2 separate regions of the Mus musculus genome follow, and region 2 is linked to region 1. A link is a contact called in public Hi-C data. All regions are on one chromosome and are shown on one strand. The core of a region is the stretch at or near the end of the contact, and the rest is flanking DNA. Distances in the headings are between cores, read along the strand shown. Region 1 has its middle 25 kb from the start of Lpgat1. Region 2 has its middle 20 kb from the start of Nek2.

Region 1 (6,433 bases), core at 2,498-4,997:
TGTGGCAAACTAGCCAATGGGGGTGGGGGGGAAATGCCCTAACTTCATCTGCAGACAGAATGCTGTCCATAAAGGATAAACAGATGCAGGGAAGTTGACTGCCAAGCTCTGCCAAGACAGAATAAGTAAGTCCTTTATAATTCCTGCTTCACAGAAGATCTGTCAGATATTCTGGGCCAGAAGGCTGAAGATAGATGCTCCAACGTTATAGAAAATATTGGGGACTGTCAGCTATCTCTGTCATTTCTATAATTTTGGAGGCTGTGTCCTTGTGCTTCTTGCATACTCAGGTAATATTTATTCCTTCTCAGATGTCTGATGGCATTGAAGACTAGATAGTCATAGTCTTACTTATATAAGCTTAAGGATTATAAATTTATGATTTAAGAAGATTTTCTAGGTCTAAGAAGATGTTTTCAGGTTGATAATGCAAGTTAGGATAGAAATTGATTTAGATACAAAACTCTGAACTCACCAGGATAGGATAGATAATAGAATACTTCCTCCTGAGTTGACAAATACTAACAGACTAGACTTTTTAAATGTAACTCTTACCTGTAGTCTCCCCTCCCCCAGCCTGAAACTTGCTTGCTCAGGGGTGGAGCTTCCCACTCAATCATTCTGCCATGCCCACTGCTGGAACCTGCTGCTTTGCTGTTCGGAGCCGTGCACGTGGTCACCCTGCTATTGGATTCCAAGATTAATTGGCGGGAATCGGGCCCCTTTCCCCTGCTTTATAATTGCGTGCAGAACAATAAAATTGAGATTTGATCAGAATGACTGTCTTAGCTACATTTCTTTATCTCGCCGCCTAGCCCCTCTTCTCTTCCAGGTTTCCAAAATACCTTTCCAGGCTAGAACCCATGTTGTGATCTGTTGGCTGGACACAACACTTACCTAATAGTTTTCACAGTTATTCATATTTGTTTCTACTGTATGATGTTTAATATTATAACTGAGAGAACCTCTTTTGGAGGGGAGGGGGGGTTTCAAGACAGGGTTTTTCTATGTAGCCCTGGCTGTCTTGGAACTCACTCTGTTGACCAGGCTGGCCTCAACTCAGAAATCTGCCTGCCTCTGCCTCCCAAGTGCTGGGATTAAAGGTGAAAGAACCTTTTTATTTAGACAAAACCAGGGAATTGTTGGAGTTTGGGCTGTTGCTATGTATTTATTGGACTGAATTCTCCGTTTACCAGTTTTTGTTGTGCAAACCTTGTTCCTTAATTTAAAACTGTTGGTTAAGTAAAAATGGCTACAGTCTATTCCTGGGGAGTCTAGAGGGAGGTGGGTCTTTGAATTACCTGGTTGAGTGGGGGAAAAGAGAGAGTATGAGGAAGAGAAAGGAGAAGGTGCCATGAGAAGAGAAGTATTATGAGCACGGCCAGGAGAAACAGCAAGTATCTGGGGTACATGGCTGTGGAGGGAGCCAGGCCAGCAGTTAGAAAAGTTGATTAGGGGTTATCCCCCAGTAACTGTAAAAGGCAAATAAAATAACCATAATCTGAGTCTAATTTATTTGTAAGCTAGTCGGGGATAAGCATAACTTTGGTTCTACTAAAGGCACTGTTAGCTCACACACAGTGCTGTGTTTGGAAGAAACCATGGCTTCTATACACTGAGACTGTAAGATTTGTGGTAGCTCAAAATAACCACTGTTGTAAAAAGTTAAGTAAATGTCAAGATGTTCTTTTCCCAGAATTTGCCTCCGGTCCTTAAGTTTACCTGCTAAGAGATAGTCCTCTGATTGTTTAGAAAAGCCTATCCAATGTCTCTGGTCCTTAAGTCTGCCCCCTTAATGCAGTTAAAGGTTAGCCAATGATAAACTGCCAGCCCTAAACTGTGACTGAGAACTGCTCTAAAAAATGTATTAAAGATGTGTGCTTTAGCTACTTGGGGTCACTTCCATCCCGATTTCAGGACGACCCCAGCATGCTGGATCAATAAACCTCTTGCATTTTGCATGGATCTCTGTCTTTGCGTCTCTGTGAGTGGGACATCCCGGACGTAAGGCTTTTCAGATCTTATAGGACCTATTCTCCCACCAAGTTCAGAGCAGTGTATGGATGCTAGGGAAACGTTTACCCTGCTTTCTACCTGGCTCGTTTTTCAGGCTTTAAATTTGGATTATTCCATACAATGGGTGCAAATTATAATGTGACTTCCTTGGTCTGCTAGCTCTCAAATAATGATATGGAGACCTCTTATTAATTATGAATGCTTAAGGCCTTTGCTTGGGCTTGTTCATAACTAGCTCTTATACATTAAATTAACACATTTGTACTAGTCTATGTTCTACCATGTGACTAGTTACCTCCTGAATACTGGCATTTGCTTCATCTTCCATGTCTGGCTTGTGAATCTCTTGCCTCTATGTCTAACTGATCAATCTCCCATGTGTTTTTGTTTTTTTTTTCTCATAGTTTCTATCTCTTCTTGGAAGTCCTACCTTTCTTCTCATCCTTCAGTTATTGGCTGTTCAGCTCTTTATTAAAACTATCAAGAGGTGTTAGAGGGATGTTTACAAGATATAACATATCCATATGAATAAAAATATCAAAGTCCAGGTGTGCAACTCTCTGCTGGCACAGGAATCAGCATTTGAGTAATACAAAGACAATCTTTACATAGGGCACAAAAAGATCACCCCAACACACATATTTTAAATACGTACTCTTACATATTAAGTTTAGGAACTGGGCACGGTAGCATGGTGGTTTGAATGAAGGAATCCTCATTCATTGCTGTTGAAAATGTAAATTAATGTAGCCACTCTGGAAAACTGTAAGGGGATTCCTTAAAGTGCAAATGTAAGCCTCACCTGCAGCCTGCTGCTCTAATATCGCTAAAGGCCTTTTCAAACGTTTTGTAAAGATAGAATGGAAGCTACACACGTGACTCTTGGAGATTATATCACAACATCCTGCGTCATCTCAAACCCCAGGATGACAGCAATCAGGCATGGAACAATTCTGAGTATAAAACCATGAAAATAGCCCAAGGACAGAAGAGTGAGACATGGAAGAGGAAATGTAATGATTGTATCTTCATTTTCAGCGATTTCAAAGAAATCTATTGTGAAATTATTTTGGGTTTTCTCCTGAAGGGCTGAAAGAGAAAGTTCTTGAAGTGCAGCTGCTTGTATGACAAATGCTAATTATGTTCTCCAAAAAAACCTGCTTACAGGAATGTCTGCAGGTTGCTTCTGGGAACCTGCCCTCAGTTGGTTCCAATTGGGAAATAAAGACGCCACCAACCAATAGCTGGGGAGGTCGGACAGAGGTGGGTTTTAGGATTTCCCAGGCATGGGACTGAGAGGAGAAGAAGGAAGAGATCCACCATGCGGGGAGAGTGGAGGAGAGGAGAGATGTCTGTGAAGAGCACAGGACAGAGAGGCATAGCCGCCATGTGATGGAGCCGGGAGAGCGGGGCCCAGAGGGCTGCCCAACTGGGTGTAGAGCAGCCAAGATAGAACAAGGAATTTAATAAGTAGTAACTTGGAATTATCGGCGGGAGGTAGATTCTATCAGCAGTGGAGGTCAGGCAGTGCTCCAGCTACTGTGCTGTTTAAGGCATATTCAAATATGTGTGTCTTTCATTGGGCAGCATAAACCACTGAGACAGGTAGTGAAGCTGCCGTGGTGATTTATTAATAATTATTTCAACATTGAAGTTTCCCAGCCATTCTGTAAGGTTGAGCTTTCCTTTGCCCTCGAGCTGCACTGGAGTGCTGCCAGGTGCTCTAAGCCAGTATGTTGAAATTGAGGAATGTCACTCTCCACTTACCCTCCCAGCATGATGGCATCCAGGCAGAATCATTTCTAGTTAATCAAGAACTGAGTTAGGTCCCAGGGTGACGAAATGTTCGTTGTTTGGTGTCAAGAAAGACATTTAATTCTGTTTACTTGTCTATAGGATGGTGCAAACAGAGTCTTCTCCAGCTGTTAAGAGATTATGCATAGCATAGGGACCGGCAATAAGCTGGAATTCAGTGGATGGTAAGATGAATGAATAATGAGAGAACGGTATACTCTGTCACGTAGGAAGTAATCAGGAAAGTTGCTAGACACTTTTCATGGCAATGTAAATAATAAAGTAAACCAATTACAGTTCATGGACAAAACTGATAAGCTGTTACAAACAGCCACGTCAGAGGAAGCTGTACCCTGTAAAAATGTGGCAAGAAGCAAATTACCTTGTCTCTGCTAATTTCAAAATACCATTGACAGCAGGGCTGGATTTATGTTACATGATATATTTCACAGATTAAAAACCAGGGTCTAGAGTTACTAAGGATGACATGGGTGAAGGTAGCAACTGCATACAGGAGATATGAATATCACAGTAGCTGTGGCTAATGGGCAATCAATCACCTTCTGAAGCAGCAGGAGGGTAATAAGTATCCTCACAGACTAACACACAACCCAGACAATTCCCAAGAATTCTGAGGCCCATGGGTTAGAAAGTGTCTATTCCAATAGTTCTCAAAGTAGTCAAGTATTTCCTAAAGTGTGGTCAATCTCAGCACTAAGAAGCAAGAGGGTGCCGTGCCTACAGAGATGGTATCTGAAAAGTGTACACTATTTATATAGGATCCTAGCCAAAAACACATAACCAAAAATCTAACCACAAGACATCAGCCAAACCTGCACTGAGGAATGGTCTATAAAAGAACTAGCCTGTATTCATTTAAAAGAAATGTCAATGTCACAAAAGGAACAAAGATAGGCTAATGCACAGTTCCAGAATTAAAAATTTAAAAAAAGGATGTCACTCTAAAGATAATGTGTGTCTCTAGACTGGATCTCAAATTGGGAAGAGAGGTGCTACAAAAGGCATTATTGTATCAACTGATGACTATGCATTATGCATGAGATAAAAGCACTGTATTAATGTTAAATTTTCTGAATAACTTAACAGTACTTATTTAGAGACATTATTGTTATTCTTAGGAAACACTGAAGTTTTTAAGATATGTGCAACATATTCTCAAATTGTATTAAAAAAAACATTGAGACAAAAAAAAGGGACTGATAAAGTAATGATTAACAGCCCTACTTTTTACTCCTTTTGCATTTTTCTAGAAATAAAGAATTTTCTAAAGAAAATGGCACAAGCCTTTAATCCCAGCACTCGGGAGGCAGAGGCAGGGGGATTTCTGAGTTCGAGGCCAGCCTGGTGTACAGAGTGAGCTCCAGGACAGCCAGGGCTATACAGAGAAACCCTGTTTCGGAAAAAAAAAAAAAAAAAAAAAAGAATTAAAAGTTGGTTTTTAGGTGCCATGGGTCACCTGCACCAGAACACAGGAGAACTGTATTTGCTAATGACATGGACTCAGAGGATCTGTCACTCACTATTGAATAAGAAATTCTATGGGAAGAGCCTAGGGGTAGGTCATCCAGTGGTGGAGTACTTGGCTAGCATGCACAAGGCCCTGGGATCAATACACAGAATAACAAAAACCTGGAGAAAAGTCGGGGACCTTTCAGTAAACATATGTACCTGGCAACTGTTTTGTTTGAAAACCAGTTGGCATGGATTTCAGCCTACGCTTCCATTTTATTTTAGGGGCTAATATATTTTCTTAATCAAGTAGTTACTTTGAAATCTACCATGACTAGTTAAAATGCATCTTATAGTCAATGATATTAATTTATTCAATTCTCATAATTATTTCTATAATTTTATACTTCTTACAGATGAGGAAATAGGGCACAGAAAGATGATAGAAACAGCCAGTTCATAGTTAGCAAAGGATAGAAAGAGGACAGAAATCCAAGGCTGTCTGACTCTAGGGCCAAACTCTTGGCCTTAGGCCTCTCTAGGAAACCATATGTTGATACAATTGGCTTTGGTTATCATAAACTGCTATGCTGCTTAGTTTATAAAATCCACCTTGATCTACATATTAAGGAAGGAGGAAGTTGGGCAGAGTGGTGGTTTGAACAGCTGATGAATGTAAGGCCATATGAACTTATGCATTTGACTGCTTGACCATAGGGAGTGCCATTATTAGGAGGTGTGGCTTTGCTGGAGTAGGTGAAGGAAGTGTGCTACGAGGAGATGGGGTTTGAGGTCTCAAATGCTCAAGTCAGGTCTAGTATGACATTCACTTCCTGCTGCCTTCAGATCTGGATATAGAACTCTACGCTCCTTTTACAGCATCATGTCTGCCTGCACACTGCCATGCTTCCTGCCATGATGATAATGGACTAAGCCTCTGAAACTGTAAGCCAACTCCAGTTAAATATTTTTCTTTTTAAGATTTGTTGTGGTCATGGTGTCTCTTCACAGCAATAAAACCCTAACTAAGATAAGCAGCTAATCAATGTACATTGCGATAAGACATGGGGTCCCCCTGCTAATCCCTGTCCTGTGATAGAGCCTTGGCTCTGTGATGAAGGTAAGGCCACACCACCTGTTTTTTCCCCTCCTG
Region 2 (6,433 bases), core at 2,420-4,919, 110 kb after region 1:
CAGGACACCACCAGAAGTTTTTTTGGTATGATTCTCTCTATGGAGTTCTGACAAATCAAATTCAACTAAGCACTGTAAGGCAGACCAATACATGTGTATTGTTAGCAAAGAATCCTTCATCACATATCCTTTCACATGCTTGCTTTAGCAGAACATCCTCTCACCTGTGTCAGCTTCAGGAAAACACTCCTTCATGTGTCTGCCCCAGTAAAACGCCATCTGACGCAACTGACTTTCCAAAGAACCCTTACGTTTCCACTTGAATAACCATTCCTTCTTATTCGTCCCCAACATCACATATTAATATTGATATCACCATATAAAACATTCTAACTCTTTCAAGTCCCATAGTCTTTAAAACCTCCAGCCAGGGACCATGTTAATGTCTGCGGCCCATGTTACAACCACCAAAATCAACATGGATGTCTGTGGTCTGGACTGCCACCTGAAGCCATGTTAATGTCTGTGTGGTAGAGCTGGCCCCATCCCTCCTCAGCTGACGGCTTCTGACAGCATGAGTGCAGGCAGAGAGAGACTCAGCTTCCTTGAGGGGACTGGCCACTAGGAATTTGACCAGGCTCCAGTGAGTATATAGACAGCATAGAATGTGTCGCGCCCGCTCTCGACCAGCAAGAACGACGCGACCACCAGTCCTTCTAACAACAGTTTATTCAGTCCTGATTCTTCTTGTTTATATCTCCCCCGAACCCTGGGCCTCTCACTCCTTTTATACTCTCTCTCATCCAGGCACCGCAGGCCACGCCCCCTCGCCAGTCACGAGGCTTCAGCTAATCAGGGCAGCAGGGGCAAATCTCCACCAAATTGGATTCACCTGTATCCTGGTACACCTGCGCAGCACTCAAGATGTTTGTGTCTTATATGAGGAAGTCAGGTGCAAGTCATATGACTTAGCTGCAGTCCCTGGCGCCTTTGGGACTGCCGCCACACCCACTCCCCACAAGAATGGACTTTCTTTTTCCTTTTTGGAGGGAAGGATGCTATGGGGGAGGGGGTAGACATGGGAAGAGTGGGAGCTGAACACAATCGAATAATGGATGTGTGATTCACAAATAATAAATAAATACCCCTCAAATTAAAAAAAAAGTACAGTATCTTTAAAACATCTAAAGTCTCTCTAAAATTTCAAATCTCTTAATTGTAGGCTCTTTAAAATAAAATTAAAAAATATAATAAGTTACATATTTCCTACAGCAGAAGAGAAAAATCAGGACCCAGTTACTTTCAAAGCAAAGCAAACCCAAAATCTAGCAGTGTGAAGCTAAATGTCTGACTCACAATCTTCTAGGCTCCCAAAAGCTTGCCACAGCACACACAGCAGAGTCCTAGGCTCAGTTACTCCACAGCTACTGCTGTCCTTAGCAACTGTCCCATGGTATTTCCAAAATGCTGGGGTCTGTTCTGATTGCGTTGCATCTTTAACAACCATGGGCTTTTTTCAGGGACTCTAACACTCCCACATGGTGCCAAAGACTCAAATTCTCTCCGTGACCTTTTTAATCCTGGGTCTTCTGCTTCCACTGAGACTCCATATTCACCAATAGCCTCTCCTGTCTTCTCACGGTACCGAGCCTCAGCTGCTCTCCATGACCCCCTCATGCTTTCAAAACCAGCACCACCTGAGAGACTCACATAAAACCAAGTCCCAGTAGCCCATCAAGTCACACCCCTTTCTGATCTCAACACATTAATGCTGTGTTTTCATGTATCATCTGACACAGCAAACCTTTACGGTATTCCTGTGGGGAGATTTTAATGATTTCTCATTTAAGAGTGGGATTTCTGGTCTCACATCTCACACACACTAGGCAAGTGCTCCACCATGAAGCTACACTCAGTCCTTAAAACAATGTTTGCTTCTGGAAAAATAAGCATAATAGACAATTTGTTAACCTAACACATCTTAGTATATCGTGGACAGTGCTGAGGGTATACACTCTATGGTAGATCCCATATGCAATTCTATTTTGTCTTCCAATATGGAGACTCTACAACAGTGACTCCATCCCTCACCTCTCTGCTCTACAGGTCACCACTCTGGCACATTTCCATGAATGTGGGAAGTCTACATACCTCCTATGATCCAAGTGTTATATTTATCTGTCGTTGCTTTCTTTCTTAGCCAGGGTTTTTTTGTATATCCCAAGCTGGCCTTGAACTTGCTATATAGCTAGGACTTAGGGAAAACCTCTAGGTCCCTTCCTCCCAGGGTCTCATCCTAGAATGCACGGTCCCCACCCTGGCTTGTTGAACCTGGAACTCCTGCTCCTATACCTCTTGAGTGTTAGTATCAGAGGCTAGTTCCACCACATTTGTTGTAAGGAGTGCTGGGGACCGAACCCAGTCTCTGTGTGTATTTGACAAATGCTCTAACAATTTAGCCAAATCCCTCATTTACCCTTTTGTGACTGGCTTGTTTTACGTAATTCCTTGAGGTTTTTGCCTTTTGGAGTATATATCAACATTTCTGAGGATTTCCTTTTGGCAAGACATCTATAGACAGGAAACAGGGACTCATACAGCATAGTGGATGGTCTTTGTACCTCAAAAATGCAACATACCTGTAATCCTAACTCTTAGAAGGCAAGAGGATTGTGAATTCAAGGCCAGCCTGGGCTACATAGTTGTAACCCTTTCCAAACAAAACAAAACAAAACAAAACAAAACAAAAAAACAAAAAAAAAACTTTCTATGAGATCGCCTAGAACCAACCAAACATAAAAGAGATTTTAAAATATTTATTTATTTATTTATTTATTTATTTTAAATCCTCAAACACCTAGAATAAGTGAGAGCAGACTGAAGCCCAGGCGGTGGGAACACTGCTCTGGTGTAATGGGCCCTCCCAACCCAAAGGTTCAGCCAACCCTGGACAGAAACTCTCTTTTACGTGTTATGCATTGCTATTGACAGACTCCGAAAGGAGCCCCTCACTCAGGCCTCAGGACAATAGCGGACACCCAAGAACTCACGAGAGACCGAGCTTGTTGCAAACCACATGAGGCTTTATTGGGGGGGGGGGAGCCAGAGCTCTGGGGGACGACTCATATCCCACGCAGGGGTAGAGGAGTCGACCTCGAGGGGAAAGAGGTCCCAGTTTTTTAGGCCCTCGGGGGGGGGGGAAGGAGAGGGGGAGAGTAGGGGATTTCCAGATCTAAACAATGTCTATTCTCAAGAAATGGGTATGGGAGGGGTACAAGGAAAGAGTCTGATGCAGGTGTAGCAACTCAGGATTGGCCGGGGAGATTTTCTGACTCTTTCCCAGCAACCAATATCACAAACACCTGGCAATGGGCTTCATCCGTGGGCACACACATGGGTCAAGGAACGGTCAAAACATTGGCAGACACACAGGTTCAAGGAGTGGCCAGAGCATTGTGCACCTCTATTTTTCTAAATCTGTGAAGCTAGTTCTGCTAACACTGACATCTATCTTGCCAATTTCAGGGCTTCTGTGTCCTTTTACATTCTGTCAGGATCTTTCAATATGTGCTATGGTTACTCCTGAACTCTTTCTTAGGATTGCCCTCGGAATGGTAATGTAGGCTTACACTGCACAGGCATTGTAAGTTGCCTAGAGAACGCTAATATATGCAGGAGGAAGTAGGTAGGTAATATGCAAATACAATGCTAATTTATTTTATGGGAGCAATTCAGGGCTTGGTGTGGCAATCCTGGAATCGGTCCCGAGGTTAACCAGGGACTGTTCAATGGCTCTGCTAAGAAGTTAAGTAGCTGTAGAGACCACTAGTCCTTCACGACATCCCACAGGGGGTCAGCATGGCGGCTGTTTGACAGGCTTTATGTAGGAGAGAGGGATTCGTGCTGGGGATGCTTGTGGGAAGGAAGAAAGGTAGAGGAAGCTGCAGTGGGGGAGGGGAGGCTGGAGTCCAGAAGCCTGGGGCTAAGAGACTAGGATGTGCTCAAGGAGTCAGAAGCTTGGATAAGGTGGAGCAACAGGGTCAATTCTGTCTGTGAGGCTCTCTCAGGAGCAAAGTGGGCAGGGAGGGACACCTGTTCCCAAGCGACATCTGACCCTCTTCCAAACAGGTGTAGCAGGTATTTCTAGATCTGAGTGCACGGAGAGGCTGACACATCACTGACACCCTCAACTTCCCATGAGTCAGAGCTATAACTGGGGGTGGGGGTGGGGGTGGATTTCCTCTTCAAATCACAGTTCACACCACATCTCTTCAAGATATAGTCCAGACTATTAATCAAGAAGTCTCCCTTCTTCTTAGAACCTTAGGTGGCTTTCAAGAATCCAGACAACGGAGTCAGGAGAACCAGGGAGCATTTGTAGCTAAATGAGTGTGTTCCCGAAAGAACGAAAGCTTTCCCTCCCCTCTGCTTGGCACATAGCTCACTGGAATGCTTTCTCAGTCACGTAGGAAGCCCTAGTGGGAATCTCAGATGAGCACTCCCATATGCTGGCAGCCTGGAGCCCACTGCACAGGGAGCCTGTCTAAACCCAGCCAGGCAAGTGCACTGGGGATGCACATAATCTCAGGACTTAGGGAAAACCTCTAGGTCCCTTCCTCCCAGGGTCTCATCCTAGAATGCAAGGTCCCCACCCTGGCTTGTTTTCTTCCCTTTGGAAGAGCTTGAGTCTGACCTGGCCAGTGACTCAGCCATCTTTGCCCCGGGGAATTCTTGGAAGGAGGTGAGGAAACTGCTTTCTGTGAAGGTTGTGCCTGGGCCTGCTGTAGAAGACTGGAGGCTGCAGAATGACGTACAGCCACCTCCTAGAAGTCTGAATGACAGGGGAAGGTCCCTGCATTATCATCCCTTAAAAGTTACTGGCAGGGGAGTTGGTCAGAACACGAAAGTTCTAGAAATGAGCTCATTGGGTTTGCAAATCTCCTTTGGCCTGTCTGACCCGCTTGGGCAGTTGTCCACAGCAGTGGCAGAAGCTTCATTCAGGTCACATCACATTCCGTGAGGTAACAGGAAGCACTCGGGTTACAAGTCACACTATTTCCAGCACAGGAAGGTCTTGGTGGGTGTGAGGCAAACTCTGCTTTGGAAAAACATGGGTCCTCTCTTCCACAGACACCTCCTTATCATGTCACCCTCAGAGTACCTCATCTCTAGCCTTACCTATTCACGCCCTTCCTTGTTCAGATCACCCAGGACAATGATATACTGCCTGGTGTCTGGGGACCGATTGCCTGTGCAACTTGACTTACAGGCTGCCGCTCCTAGACCAAGTTGAGATCCAGATTCCTGACAACCTTTGTCCCATTAACCCTCACACCCAGAAGGCCAAGAGCCAGGTAGCATCATAACCTCACCATTTACCCAAAAGATTTGATCTCGGAAGTGTCCGATGCTGTAGACGGGGAGGGTCGCTGTTACAATAAATAATAAAACTGTAATTGGCCAATGTTTGCGGTTCTCGCTCCAGGGCCCCAGCACCGGACATGCATTACCAAATGTCATCTCCACAGTTTTAAAAGTCAGTCCTGAGATGGGGACTATCTTTAACCCTTTAGTAAAGAAAACCAAGTGTCAGTAAGCCAGAGGCTAATTCTCAAACATTCCCCGAGCTGTGCTTTTGTCTGATAGTGTCACCAGTCTGCAGGGTCATCCCCATGCCCAAGAAGGTGTATAGCAACTGGCCAGGCGGAAGAGGTCGGTAGGTCTGGATATAGTCAGAGCCTGAAATTCTTAAAAGCTCCTGTCTTAGTCAGGGTTTCTATTCCTGCACAAACATCATGACCAAGAAGCCAGTTAGGGAGGAAAGGGTTTATTCAGCTTACACTTCCACATTGCTGTTCATCACCAAAGGAAGTCAGGACTGGAACTCAAGCAGGTCAGGAAACAGGAGCTGATTCAGAGGCCATGGAGGGATGTTCCTTACTGGCTTGCCTCCCCTGGCATGCTCAGCTTGCTTTCTTATGGAACCCAAGACTACTAGCCACAATGGGCCCTCTTTCTCCTTGATCACTAATTGAGAAAATGCCCCACAGCTGGATCTCATGGAGTCATTTCCTCAAAGGAGGATCCTTTCTCTGTGACAACTCCAGCTTGTGTCAAGTTGACACACAAACCAGCCAGTACAGCTCCCTCACATGGCTGCTGCTCCAGGGCTCAGGCCCTGAGGATTCTACCTTACAGCACAGGGGGCTCCAGACCTCCAGCAGATAGCCTGGGTCTCTCACATTCCTCTGCTGTGTTCATTTCTCGGTCTTAATCCGAGAAATCAAGCCCCTGCAGCCAGGGAGCCCTCCAGAGGGGACAGACATCAGCACCCACAGTCACACTCCATAAACAGCTTCCAGGACAACACACTTAACAGCACGTATGGTCACTCTAGACCTAACTTGAGCCAAGCTGGCCCCATTGGGGCACAGCCTTCAAGCACACTGGGGTCAGGGCTAAGCAGGAAATAAAACCCACAGACAGCTCATAT

Evidence for each region. Hi-C and Micro-C count contacts between places; a contact is called where the count stands out from the background.
Region 2: a contact with region 1 is called in a Hi-C map of epidermal suprabasal cells, with 3 times the contacts expected there. The contact joins two enhancer-like sites. A contact is called at or near these places in 1 of 15 datasets of contacts at CTCF or cohesin (pro-B cells), 11 of 484 Hi-C or Micro-C datasets (the C2C12 cell line, CD8 T cells, bone marrow-derived macrophages and 7 more) and 4 of 115 datasets of contacts at active chromatin or transcription factors (bone marrow-derived dendritic cells, embryonic stem cells and large pre-B cells).

Annotation. Positions count from the first base shown.
Region 1 is chr1:191,689,709-191,696,141 of GRCm38.p6, forward strand. No RefSeq gene overlaps it. Among named protein-coding and RNA genes, the nearest start is that of Lpgat1, 25 kb to the right of the region's middle. Within about 2 kb of position 3,748, at least 13 of the 459 cell types and tissues checked have an H3K27ac peak or open chromatin away from gene starts, as enhancers often do. A contact at or near this core is called in epidermal suprabasal cells, where this site is marked.
Region 2 is chr1:191,798,587-191,805,019 of GRCm38.p6, forward strand. No RefSeq gene overlaps it. Among named protein-coding and RNA genes, the nearest start is that of Nek2, 20 kb to the right of the region's middle. Within about 2 kb of position 3,670, at least 105 of the 459 cell types and tissues checked have an H3K27ac peak or open chromatin away from gene starts, as enhancers often do. A contact at or near this core is called in epidermal suprabasal cells, where this site is marked.